Linked DNA regions of Mus musculus: all the other regions are linked to region 3. A link is a contact called in public ChIA-PET and HiChIP or PLAC-seq data. All regions are on one chromosome and are shown on one strand. Each heading gives the region's core, a stretch centred on a gene start, on an enhancer-like site or on the middle of the called end of the contact. The rest is flanking DNA. Distances are from core to core; before and after follow the strand shown.

The links. ChIA-PET counts read pairs in DNA pulled down with a chosen protein or histone mark. HiChIP or PLAC-seq counts read pairs in DNA pulled down with a chosen protein or histone mark.
Region 1: a contact with region 3 is called in an RNA polymerase II ChIA-PET map of memory CD8 T cells, with 10 times the contacts expected there. The contact joins two enhancer-like sites. A contact is called at or near these places in 9 of 39 promoter capture datasets (the 3T3-L1 cell line, 3T3-L1-derived adipocytes, cranial neural crest and 6 more) and 3 of 115 datasets of contacts at active chromatin or transcription factors (T-cell acute lymphoblastic leukemia, cardiomyocytes and memory CD8 T cells).
Region 2: a contact with region 3 is called in a BATF HiChIP or PLAC-seq map of CD8 T cells, with 5 read pairs. The contact joins two enhancer-like sites. A contact is called at or near these places in 1 of 15 datasets of contacts at CTCF or cohesin (pro-B cells), 1 of 484 Hi-C or Micro-C datasets (bone marrow-derived macrophages) and 3 of 115 datasets of contacts at active chromatin or transcription factors (CD8 T cells, double positive thymocytes and thymic regulatory T cells).

The regions. Positions count from the first base shown.
Region 1 is chr6:65,597,958-65,601,564 of GRCm38.p6, forward strand. It overlaps Tnip3 (TNFAIP3 interacting protein 3), which reads left to right. Exons shown (of 8, transcript NM_001001495.2): 5 at 1,856-1,984. Among named protein-coding and RNA genes, the nearest start is that of Tnip3, 9.4 kb to the left of the region's middle. Within about 2 kb of position 2,339, at least 77 of the 459 cell types and tissues checked have an H3K27ac peak or open chromatin away from gene starts, as enhancers often do. A contact at or near this core is called in memory CD8 T cells, where this site is marked.
Region 2 is chr6:65,646,519-65,650,204 of GRCm38.p6, forward strand. No RefSeq gene overlaps it. Among named protein-coding and RNA genes, the nearest start is that of Gm36144, 23 kb to the right of the region's middle. Within about 2 kb of position 1,398, at least 36 of the 459 cell types and tissues checked have an H3K27ac peak or open chromatin away from gene starts, as enhancers often do. A contact at or near this core is called in CD8 T cells, where this site is marked.
Region 3 is chr6:66,492,254-66,495,894 of GRCm38.p6, forward strand. It overlaps the pseudogene Gm19764. Among named protein-coding and RNA genes, the nearest start is that of 2610300M13Rik, 28 kb to the left of the region's middle. Within about 2 kb of position 1,643, at least 23 of the 459 cell types and tissues checked have an H3K27ac peak or open chromatin away from gene starts, as enhancers often do. A contact at or near this core is called in CD8 T cells and memory CD8 T cells, where this site is marked.

The DNA.
Region 1 (3,607 bases), core at 1,089-3,588, 890 kb before region 3:
ACTTCATGAGAAGGTATATGAAAGGAGAATGTTAAATTCCAATGACCTTTCTCTGAAACTATAGTAAGAATAAAAACAATTATAAGTATTCACAAAGAAAGCTTGCCACTACCATACATTTAAGTGCAGAAGTCCAACAATATTGTTTAGCAGAACTTCTAGAGTGATGTCTGAGTCCTGGTGTCCCTGACAGGCAGGACTCAGACACTAGTCTCAATAGGCAAATTAAAGTGACAATTCATTGTGAAAACCTGAGATAGGAAATGTAGCCAGTGTGTGCACCCACATTGGGAAGAACAACAAGAAAGGTTCAGTGACCTTCAAGTTCATGTTCTGGGTTCTGACTTGACGATCAGTTTTAAACAGAGGTCAAGAGGTGTTCGCCACTAAGCAGTCCTTGTTAAGTTGTGGCTCTTGGAGGATACTTACTGATCAGTCATCACTGTGCTTCAGTCTGCCCTGTGAATCTGACAAATTCACACACACACACACACACACACACACACACACACACACACACCCCTGTGAAATCTCTTTGGCTGGCACTAGGGTTCATTCCCAGCATGAGATTCCTGGGGGGGGCGGGGATCCCAAATCCTTAGGAACCTTATCTCAGTAGTCTGACAGTCAAAGGAAGGGAATGCATGTTGTCTCTCTGAGCATCTTCACTCCCGGCCAGGAGCCATATTCACCACACCATAGCCCAGGTTTGCCCACCTAGCTCGGGTTACTGACAGTGTGAACCAGGAAGCAAGGTTTTATGGGCTCCCTTTCTGCCATGCAGCACACACTCACTTCCTTCTCCAGCTACACCCTAGCTGGGAATTTCAATATTTTTTTTTCCTTCTGTACTTGGGAACCTTTTATAGATGTGATACAATACTATTCTCTTAACCTCTGTTAAATAGAAAATGATTAACCCATCTAAGGGTTAGTGGAAGTGCTATGAGATGTTTTCCCTTTTAAAGAAAATAAGTTGCTTGAGATTGATTTATTAAATATAATAACTAGATTGGAAAGTTATTATAAAGACTGAAATGACATTTTAACCAATATGTTAGCTACTTCGAATCTTGAGTTAGCTATATTCTATAATATTTATTTTTCTAGACAGAAATCTCATTAAGGGTCCAATTTACTCGACAAAATTTTCTATTGTATGAAATGAAGAACTGAGAGGCGTAAGTCAGGAGCCCCAGTTATATAAAACAGTGAACTTCTTGGAGATTGTCTGAGGCACCAACAGCCGGTGAGAGGCTGGAATTTTGCCTTTTATCTGTATGAAAATGCTGTACTCTGAATATTTACCTGTAGTGAAGTTCCATATTTTTCTAAAAATTACTGTCCTTGTCTTTGATATAGAATGGTGAAGGATTGGCCTTGATCTATTTAGTATCAGTTTATTGCAGTGATTTTTTCCCCTACTTTTTTATTTTATTTTATTTTATTTATTTTATTTTTATTTTTTCGAGACAGGGTTTCTCTGTATAGCCCTGGCTGTCCTGGAACTCACTCTGTAGACCAGGCCTTTTAAATGTTTTAAACCAGTTCCTTAGAAATAGGAAGTAGATTACATACCACACCCACTGATTTGACTACTGCATATGAGGATTAAGGTCTTTAATTTTTACCCCCAGCATCACCACAATCGCATTAAGTTTTGATGCACTCAGTACCCCTGTCTGTCCCCTATTCAGAGAATAATGCTCAAAGGGATTGTTAGAGAAAGCCTTGCAGGTTCCCTTTGCTTGCTTGGGGAATGACTAAGCTAGGCAGTCAGTTTGAGGATTTCTGCCCTACTGTTCCCTTCGGTAATTTTTTTATTTGGATCTTGTTTTCTTGTTCTTTTCTTCAGAAGGAAAAGGACAGCCTAAGGAAAGAATTACAGGCACTGAAGAAGGAGAATAAGCTGTTGAAAGAAAACAACGCTCTGGCCAACAGGAAGAAAGAGCATTATGCATGTGAAATTAAACGCCTCAATAAGGTACCAGAGCAGGTGAAGCAAGGAGAGTCAACAAGAAAGCCTCAGCAGGAGGTTGTGAATCACCACAGAGCCAGGGCCACAGTGAGGTTCCTCTTGCTTCTGCTGAGGATGCTCTCTCCAGTTTACACAGAGCATCTAGCCACAGCATATAAGCCATATTTGGTTAGGACGCTTTAGGGAATTTTTGTCCCTGCCAAGGACCATGAAAAGTAGAAATAAAAGAGAAATAATAGTCGTCAGTAAGAACTTTTTCTTTAAAAAAAAAAAAAAAAAAAAGAACTACATAACTGCATGGGGTGTTTGTGAACAATAACACATATTTTGGTCAACCACAAAAGCTTCCTGAGGAAGCAAGCTGTTCTTTAAAGTGATAGCTCTGGAGCTGGGTTTGATGCATGCATGATCTATGGGAGCATGCCCAAGGGCAAATTCAAGGCCGAGCCATCTGCTGTCCGCGGGGGAGCAAGCCTGAATCCACTGTGAATAGCCACTGAAAGAGCAGGGCTTTGGGGGGCCTACAAATGGCTCAATAGCTAAGCTCAGAGGAGAAACTGAATTGCTGTAAAAGGATGACTATGAGTGTGTGTGTGAATGTGGGCATATGTTTGTATAGGTGTGTGTATGTACCTATGTGTCTATGTATATGTATATGTGGGCATGTATGTATGCATATATGTGTGTATTAGATATGTGTGATATGTGCATGTATGTGTAATGTGTAGTATATATGTATATATACATGTGTGTTTGTGAATGTATATGTGTGATATATGCATGTGAACATGTGTGTATATATGTGTTTATGTATGTATATATGTGTATGTGTATATAAGTGTGTGCATATATTTGTGTATATGTACATGTGTGTATACATTTGTATATATGGGTGTATGTATATGTGTATGTGTTTTGTCTCATGAACTAATGTAATATTCTGTGGAATGAGAAAGCTAATGTAGCACAAAAACATAAATCCTGTACTGTTGTTTTTCCAAGAGCTAAGCCAAGTGTAAACACAGGCATACTGAAGAATGTGGTTGAGTTGAGATATGCATTGCTCAATTATTTCATGACCAAATTAACAGAAATTATCTACAGCAAAAGCAAGTAGCAGGCTGGCCTTTAAAATGTGTCTAGTCCTATACTTTGGACTGCATGCCAGCTCATGCTCACAGACCCCGTTTAAAGACCCAAGTGAGCTGTATGCTGATGTCTTTGACAGGATGCTTACTAGCCAGACTTGGCATTAGGTCTGCTTGCAGCACAAGTAATTCTTCAAGAGAAAACAGGAAGGTAAAGAAAGACTTCATAAACTCTATTTCATCCTTCAGAGAGAGAGAAAATGTTCAGGGAAAATATATGTCTTTTCTTTTTTATCCTCTACTGGAAAAATTACTCCACATGCATCAGAGGAAGTTGGATAAATATGATCACATTTGAGCTCCTGGTCCTCTTGCCACATGAAGGCAAACAAACAAACAAACACCAAACCAAAACAAAAACTCAAACAACAAAAACATATAAACACTCAAGAGTTTTGTATTTTGGTTCATTTCCATGTGCTCATGCTGTTGTGTTTATAAAAAGATAAAGAGCAGGGGAATATGTTTTGTGGATATGTGA
Region 2 (3,686 bases), core at 148-2,647, 850 kb before region 3:
GGAGGCAGTCACGAAGCAGGAAGGCCATGCTGTGTATGGCAGGCATCGTTCCTCAAGTGCCTCTCAACTTAAAACCTGTGTGTGTTTTAAACATTTAGTCATAAGAATCTTCACCTGTGAGATTTTTTTTCCTTCTGCATCACTAAGCTAAAGTACTTCTTTGAATGGAATCTCGAATGGCAGAGATTCCACAGCCTCTCTAACTGGTTTTGTTCTCACAGTGGTTTTTGCTCTTTTTATATCCTCCAGTCACCTTGACTGAGCCTTTAGGACCTGTATGATCTTCAGTCTGTCCTCTAATTTATGCCTCTTTGTCTTTTTCTGCCATCTATTTAATATCTAATTACATCACTTCTCTTCTGTTTGGCACCATCCTCTAGATTCAGAGTCTAGAAGAACAGAAAGAGATTCAAGAAGAGCATTATGAAAGGGATTCACTGGAATGGCTGATATGAGTGTCTGCAGGCTAGAGAAGCTGAGACACCAATTACTGCTCAGTCCATGAAGCTGGATGTCAAGGATCGAAACCCAGTGAATGCCTGGAAGATTCCTGGGTAGCTACTACTCTTTATGTTAGAATGTCCAAGGTACTAGGTGGTGGCAAAAGTCTGCAGAGATGGAAGTGGGAGCCACAAGAGGAGGGATAGATAACCTCACTCATCAGGAATCAAAAGACAGGCCTGACAGGAAGCACTGTCCTTTTCTCAGATCTCTTTGTGATCTAGAGCACTTAGAGGAAGACACTGTTATCTCAAATAAAAATTCTCCTTAGCTAATCCTTTCTGTAAATGTCTCAACAGATCTTGGTGACTCCAGATCCTGTTAGGTAGACAACCAAGATAAGTCATCACATCTCCCTTGTGATGGAAAACATTAGCAAAGGTTCTCTCTGTGGGAAAGAGTCAACACATCAGGGACAGTTTGCTTTTAACATACTGAGCCATCTCTGACTCTGTGTCATTGTCATCTTTGCATATCCTGTCCAGCCTCTGGTATAATCCATGCATTTGTCCAAAATATTAGAAGTGGATGCTCTTGGCCAGATTTATAATAAGATGACACAACCCAAAGGACAGGCAGTTTTACATAGACAGTGTCACCTACCTACACCTCTGGATGGATACTATACAGAAAGGTAGGTGGCCCCTCCTTAGGGAGGTTTAACTTGTGTCTGGCTGAGTATGAGGTGGGCTGACCTGAAAGCCCAATTCTCATGCCACAGCCCATCCCAGTGCCTTTTCTCACGCCAGGCTCTCTTGCAAGCGGATCTACCGTGCTTTCTGCTGTATCCAAAGCTATGTTGCTTCAATCACCATTCTTGGTCCAACTGTACTGTGAGCTAGAGACACATTAATACAAAAGCTCTGAAACTCTGCTATTGACCTGACTCAGGAAGTAGCAGTCTGTAACCACATCCTGCAGAGGACTGTGCTGGCTGCAAGAGGTGCTTCGGGTATATGACATGTCCTCAGTAAATATCCATGACTGAATAAATAAGTGAATTCCTCCTTCAAAGAAACCCTGCTTGATTATGCTTTTCCTTTGAACAGTCCCTTCACTTCATGTTCGTCTTCAACCCTTAACTCTGTTCACAGGGTTCTGGACTACTGCGTGATGAGATTTAACCACTGTGTATCATCTTTAGCTTGTCTTGCTCTTTCGGTGTCATTCACATGGAAGGAAGCAAAGAAGGAAGATTCAGAAACAAACAAAAAGGCAAAGGAGAGCCCCCTGCTTGTCAGCTCAAAAGTCCAGGCTAAGAAAGTATCTGTGATTCTTTTCCTGAAATAGGTGCTGCTCCGTATTCCTTGATCACAAGTAAACCAGCATAGTACGGCACAAAAGAAGAGATAAAAACTGATGATCATCTCAGCACACACAGAAAATGCCAGGCAGGTTCAACATCCAAAAGATCACAGGAAATATTGCTTTCACTGGGGTGGCTGAAGCCATGCCCGGTCCAAAGTGAGGCTTCTAAAAAGTGAGGGTTCTACAAAGTGAGGGCTCTAGGAAGCAAGGTTCCCACAAGGCTTGCTTCTGTTCATGGCATACCAGAAGTAATGGACCAGAAAAAGAAATAAGTCTCTTGAATTGGAAGGAGAAAAGAAATATCCTTGTTTATGTAAAAAAAAAAAAACCCTAAACCCTCATCATCAACAACAAAACAGTATAAAAATAAAAAATAAATGAAATAAAGTGGCCAAGTACAAAATTGGGAGTATGAAAACCAGGGTATTTCTGTGTATGAACCATGAGCCATTCAAAAGAAAGCTTAGGAGAAGAATCCTATTCATAACAGTAAAACAAGCAAGACAGACAGACAGCAAGCAGGCCATCAAGCAAGCCATCAAGCCATCAAGCAAGCCATCAAGCAAGCAAGCAAGCAAGCAAGCAAGCAAGCAAAAACCAATAAATATGGGGAGGCAAGAAGGCTCAGCAGAGTTTCTTACTAAGAAAGAAGGAAAAAGAAACCAACTCTACACCCAAATTCTTGTCTGATCTCTACTTGTTTGCCACAACAGAAGACCTGGCCTATAATAATAAAAAATTAAGATTAAATCAAGTCCCAGCTGGGTGTCCTAGTTAGAGTTACTATTGTTGTGATGCAATTCCATGACACAAACCAAGTGAGAAAGGAAAGGATGTATCTGGCTTTTGCTTACACATCACTGTTTATCACTGAAGGAAGTCGGAGCAGGAACTCAAACAGGGCAAGAGCCTCGAAGCAGGAGCTGATGCAGAGGTCATGACGGAGTGCTGCTTACTTACTGACCTTTTCCTCATGGCTGGCTCAGCCTGCTTTCATACAGAGCCCAGTACCACTAGCCCAGGGATGGTACCACACACAATGGGCCAAGCTCCATCAATCACTAATTAAGAAAATGTTCAGCAGCTGGATCTAATAAAGGACTTTTCTTAATTGAGGTTTCCTCCTTTGAGATGTTGCTAGCTTGTGTCAACTTGATATAATACTATCCAGTACATTGGACATGCTGGCTCATACCTACAATTAATTCCAGCATTTGGGAGCTGAGGCAGGAGGCCTGTGAGTTCCAGGTTCGCCAAAGGTACACAGTGAGACCTTGTCTCAAAACAACTTCTGTTCTTCAGAATAGTTCAGTAAAAATTTCCAATAAATGAGACAATGGGGGGGAGGGGGAGCTGGTATTAGGGGCAGGATAAGCTTCATGGTAAAATACTTCACTAGTCTGTGTGAGGCCCTGGCATTTGATCCCCAGTACCCTCTTTGGTCTGTAAAAGAGCAATTTCTATCCATCAGCATTAGTAGTAAGTAGTATTTCTCAAACCACTTACTTAAACCACTAGCTTTTCCTATGAACCAACTTGTTTTCTTCACTCCATTGTCACATCTGGATTTTGTTCTTTGCCTCATTCTACTGGTTCCTGGGGATTTTATTTTATTTGCTTACATGGATCCCACGTCACCTTCCAATTTACTAATCTGTAGCATTTCGTTTTCAAAGTCCTCTTCTACCAGAATCACTCAATGAGCTGTTTTCAGGATTCAGGAGTATTCATGGCAGTTTCCTTGCAGCTCATATGTGGAAAGGTACTGACTAGTGACAAAGACATTCATCTAGCTACATCTTGTCCATCTCGGTGACAGGACCAGGCTTAACTCTTTTTTTTTTTTAGATTTATTTATTTATTATATGTAAGTACAC
Region 3 (3,641 bases), core at 393-2,892:
CCCACAACATAGACATTCCTCCAGTCAAATGTTTTCAACTCAACTTGTATAGTTTGTGTTTGTATGTACAAACATATGTCTGTGTGCACATGCGTGTGCGAGAAAGAGAGAGAGAGAGAGAGAGAGAGAGAGAGAGAGAGAGAGAGAGAGATATTTAGGAACTCTGTCCTGCACTAATTCTGAAAAGAAGCCTTTTTCGTTGTTACAGTCTAGGAACAAGTGAGAATGATGTTATTCACTAATGACCTCATCCATAATGGAATTGTGAAGTGGGTTATGACAATTAGAATTAGACCAGAACAACTTCTAATTCCATCTGGCAAATATCAAGACTTTGTTTAAAAAACAAACAAACAAACAAACAAACAAACAAACCTCAGGCTCTGAATGTAATGGGTCAGGAGAAGATATTAAACCAGTAGGAACATAAACATAAATGGTTATTATAGACTATAAGCAAATGAAATTTCAGTCTTTTGTAACCTGGTAATCAAAGTTTCCATATATAAATATCCTAGCACATATTTCCCATGGTATTTCTATTTTATGTTTTAAGATACATTATTTTGGTAATTTAAACATGTTGAATACTTAAAATCTAAGTAAGACACATATATTACAAGTTTAAAAATAATTGCTAAGGAGAAAATTCTTCTGAGAATGGCATAGGCTATGACCAAATAAGCCAGGACAATAATAAAAAGTGGAATTCTTATATTTTCAGATTATCATTTTTGATATGGATTTAGTAAAACTATTCTGTAAGGCTGGAAAGATGGCTCAGTGGGTAAGAGCACTGACTGCTCTTCCAGAGGTCCTGAGTTCAATTCCCAGCAACCACATGGTGACTCACAAGCATTTGTAATGGGCAACCCATCTGTTGTGTCTGAAGACAGTGATGGTATACTCACATATATGAAATAAGTAAATAAATCTAAAAAATAAATAAATAAAACTATTCTGTATAATTTTCTCACCCAAAACCACTGGCCCTATGCTACTAGGGAAACTGGGGTCTCCTCACTTGGCTTTTAGTCTCATTGATAAAAGAATTTTAAAACAACTTAATAGGAAGCTCATAGACAATTTTATTCAAATCTAAGAGAAAAAAAAACCAGCGTAAAGAAGCTACTGGGATAAGGAGAGGAGAAATGGAAAATGCCATGCCTTTTGTGTTAGAACAGGATATTCAGCACTGGGCATCTTCAAGCAGCTACCTAGAGCAAGCAACTACTCAGCAAAGGCAGGGGGAGAGGTGGAGGTAGCCTAAAGAGAGAAAGAGTGAGAAAGCCCAAAGTACCAGAGAAGCCATACTTGAACTTTGGCCAGTTTAAGAAACAGACTTTTTCAAAGTATAAAAAAAAAAATCCTAACTCAGAAAAGCAGTCAGAGCTGGGCGGTGGTGGTGCACGCCTTTAATCCCAGCACTTGGGAGGCAGAAGCAGGCGGATTTTTGAATTCGAGGCCAGCCTGGTGTACAAAGTGAGTTCCAGGACAGCCAGGGCTACACAGAGAAACCCTGTCTTGAAAAAACAAAAACAACAACAACAAAAAAAAGCAGTCAGACTTAGCACAGCTGCACAGCAGCAGCTCTGTGAGTAGCTGCACTGAGGGCTTCTGGGAGGAAATGTACACGTCTTTGCTCAAGACCAGAATTACCACTCTGTTGACCAGATCTAAAAGAGTACAAAGGATGTTCCCCTTTCTTGTGTTATGAGGGAAATGGAAAGCAGAGTTTAAAGCTTCAGGGATCTCAAAGGCTACTCTAACATCCCCCATTCTAGAGAGGTAAGCCTAAAATCACTTAGAACTTAGTCCAGGATTCAGAGGCCAGAAATCCTCCCGGCATTTCTAGCCTTCAACTGAAATAAGACCAGGAACATCTCCATCTTTGACCCAAGGAGAAGAATGCTCACTCTAAATCTGCCTTACCTACGTCCATATCCTGCCCTTATTGATTAAGGTGGAGATTTATCAGATGCAACTGAGTCATTACAGAGGAAGAGACACTAAAGATGTCCACCTGCCTAACATAAGGACGGCTAGAAATAGTCTCTTCAGGCCCAGATGTGCATCATCCTCAGAAACGGCCACTGCTGGATCTTAATCTGCACTTCTAGCCTCCATGACAATGGGATAATAAATTTAGGTTGTTTCAGCCTCGCAGCCTGTGACATTTTCCTATGACAGGCCATGTCGACCTGTAGGCCCCTTAGTCTGCTAAGAGTGTTGGCTTTAACCATTTTGGAAAGACACTAAATGTCACTGTTATATATCAATTTCTTTATTTTTCATTATAGAGCTTCCTGAACTGCCCCCTGGTCCTTGAAATATTAGCTACATTGCTTGATCTCTCCCAGTCTACAGCCCTAGGGTCTATTTCTAAAGTAATTTCTTTGGTTGCTTTCTGTAGAAAAGGTATAGACCCCGGCATGTTCTTCTTCATAAGACTAATATGGCAATGACGTCACTATTTTTGTTGTCAGAGAGGTGGATTTACTACTGATCATCATTGCTGCTTCCTGTGGCTGCTTGCTGTTACTCATAAATGTCATTGTACTAGAGAGAGTGAAGACGTTACAAGTTAGACTTCAGATGTAAAATGGCCCCACTGAAAGGAACTTTGAATGCCTCCTATGCCACCAGATGACTCGGGTATTGTTAAACCTGGCAGAGATCATGGGCTTTAAAGAAACCTTAAGCTATAATTTCTAGTGACAACTTAAGAGTAGTCAGACTGTACCATACCAATTTACACATAAAAGCAACCCAGATTCAAAACCTTCAGGCTATTCTTTCTTACCAAGGTGGGGCTGTTTGAAACATAAAACTCAATCATCTGAGGCTTTCTTGAAAGTGTCTCAGATATGCTCATAATCTGTCACTACAGCACACTTCTCTGCCTGAGCCACAGAGCAGGGACTGACAAGAAATCCACGTTCTGTGTGTTTCATAATGACTTCCATCTAGGGGAGAGTGATCATGCCTAACCATGACAGGATGCTTCTCTTACAGCAACCACATGTTGCGTTTTCACACTGACAGTTTGAACATGGTTGAGTTACCAGTGAAGTCAGGTCAGAATTTTCATCTCACTCAAATGGATTTGACTTTGGTGACCATAGAAACCATTCAGTACACAGGTGAATAGGCACACACAGACTGACCATAAGACTCCATGTTGAGGTAAGTGCTTCAGTTCTTCCACTAACACTGAAAAAAAACAAAACAAACACACCTGTCTTCATCTAAAGGTAGAGGTGAGAAGAGACTACAAAGCCACAGCCCTGGGTACACAACAGAGTCAATGTAACTGAACCCTTCAGCGGGGTTCTCAACATGCTCATTATTTTCATAGGCATTTACAGAATATGAGAAGTGTTTATCTTGGCTGTTTATATCTTTGCTTCCATATTCATTTAAAAAAAAAAAAAGCCCAGACATTTACCCAAGCTGACAGCATCCTCCAAGATTCTAAATCTTTTCCATGGGCCTCTTTCTTTCCTGTTTGAGAATCATCCCTAATTGCATCAGTCTGTATTTCTTTCTTGGTTCTCTCATATAATATTTGAACAAGTACTTAAGGAAAGAACAACTGCCTTTAACATTATAACCTTATTTATAATATATCCTAGATGTCA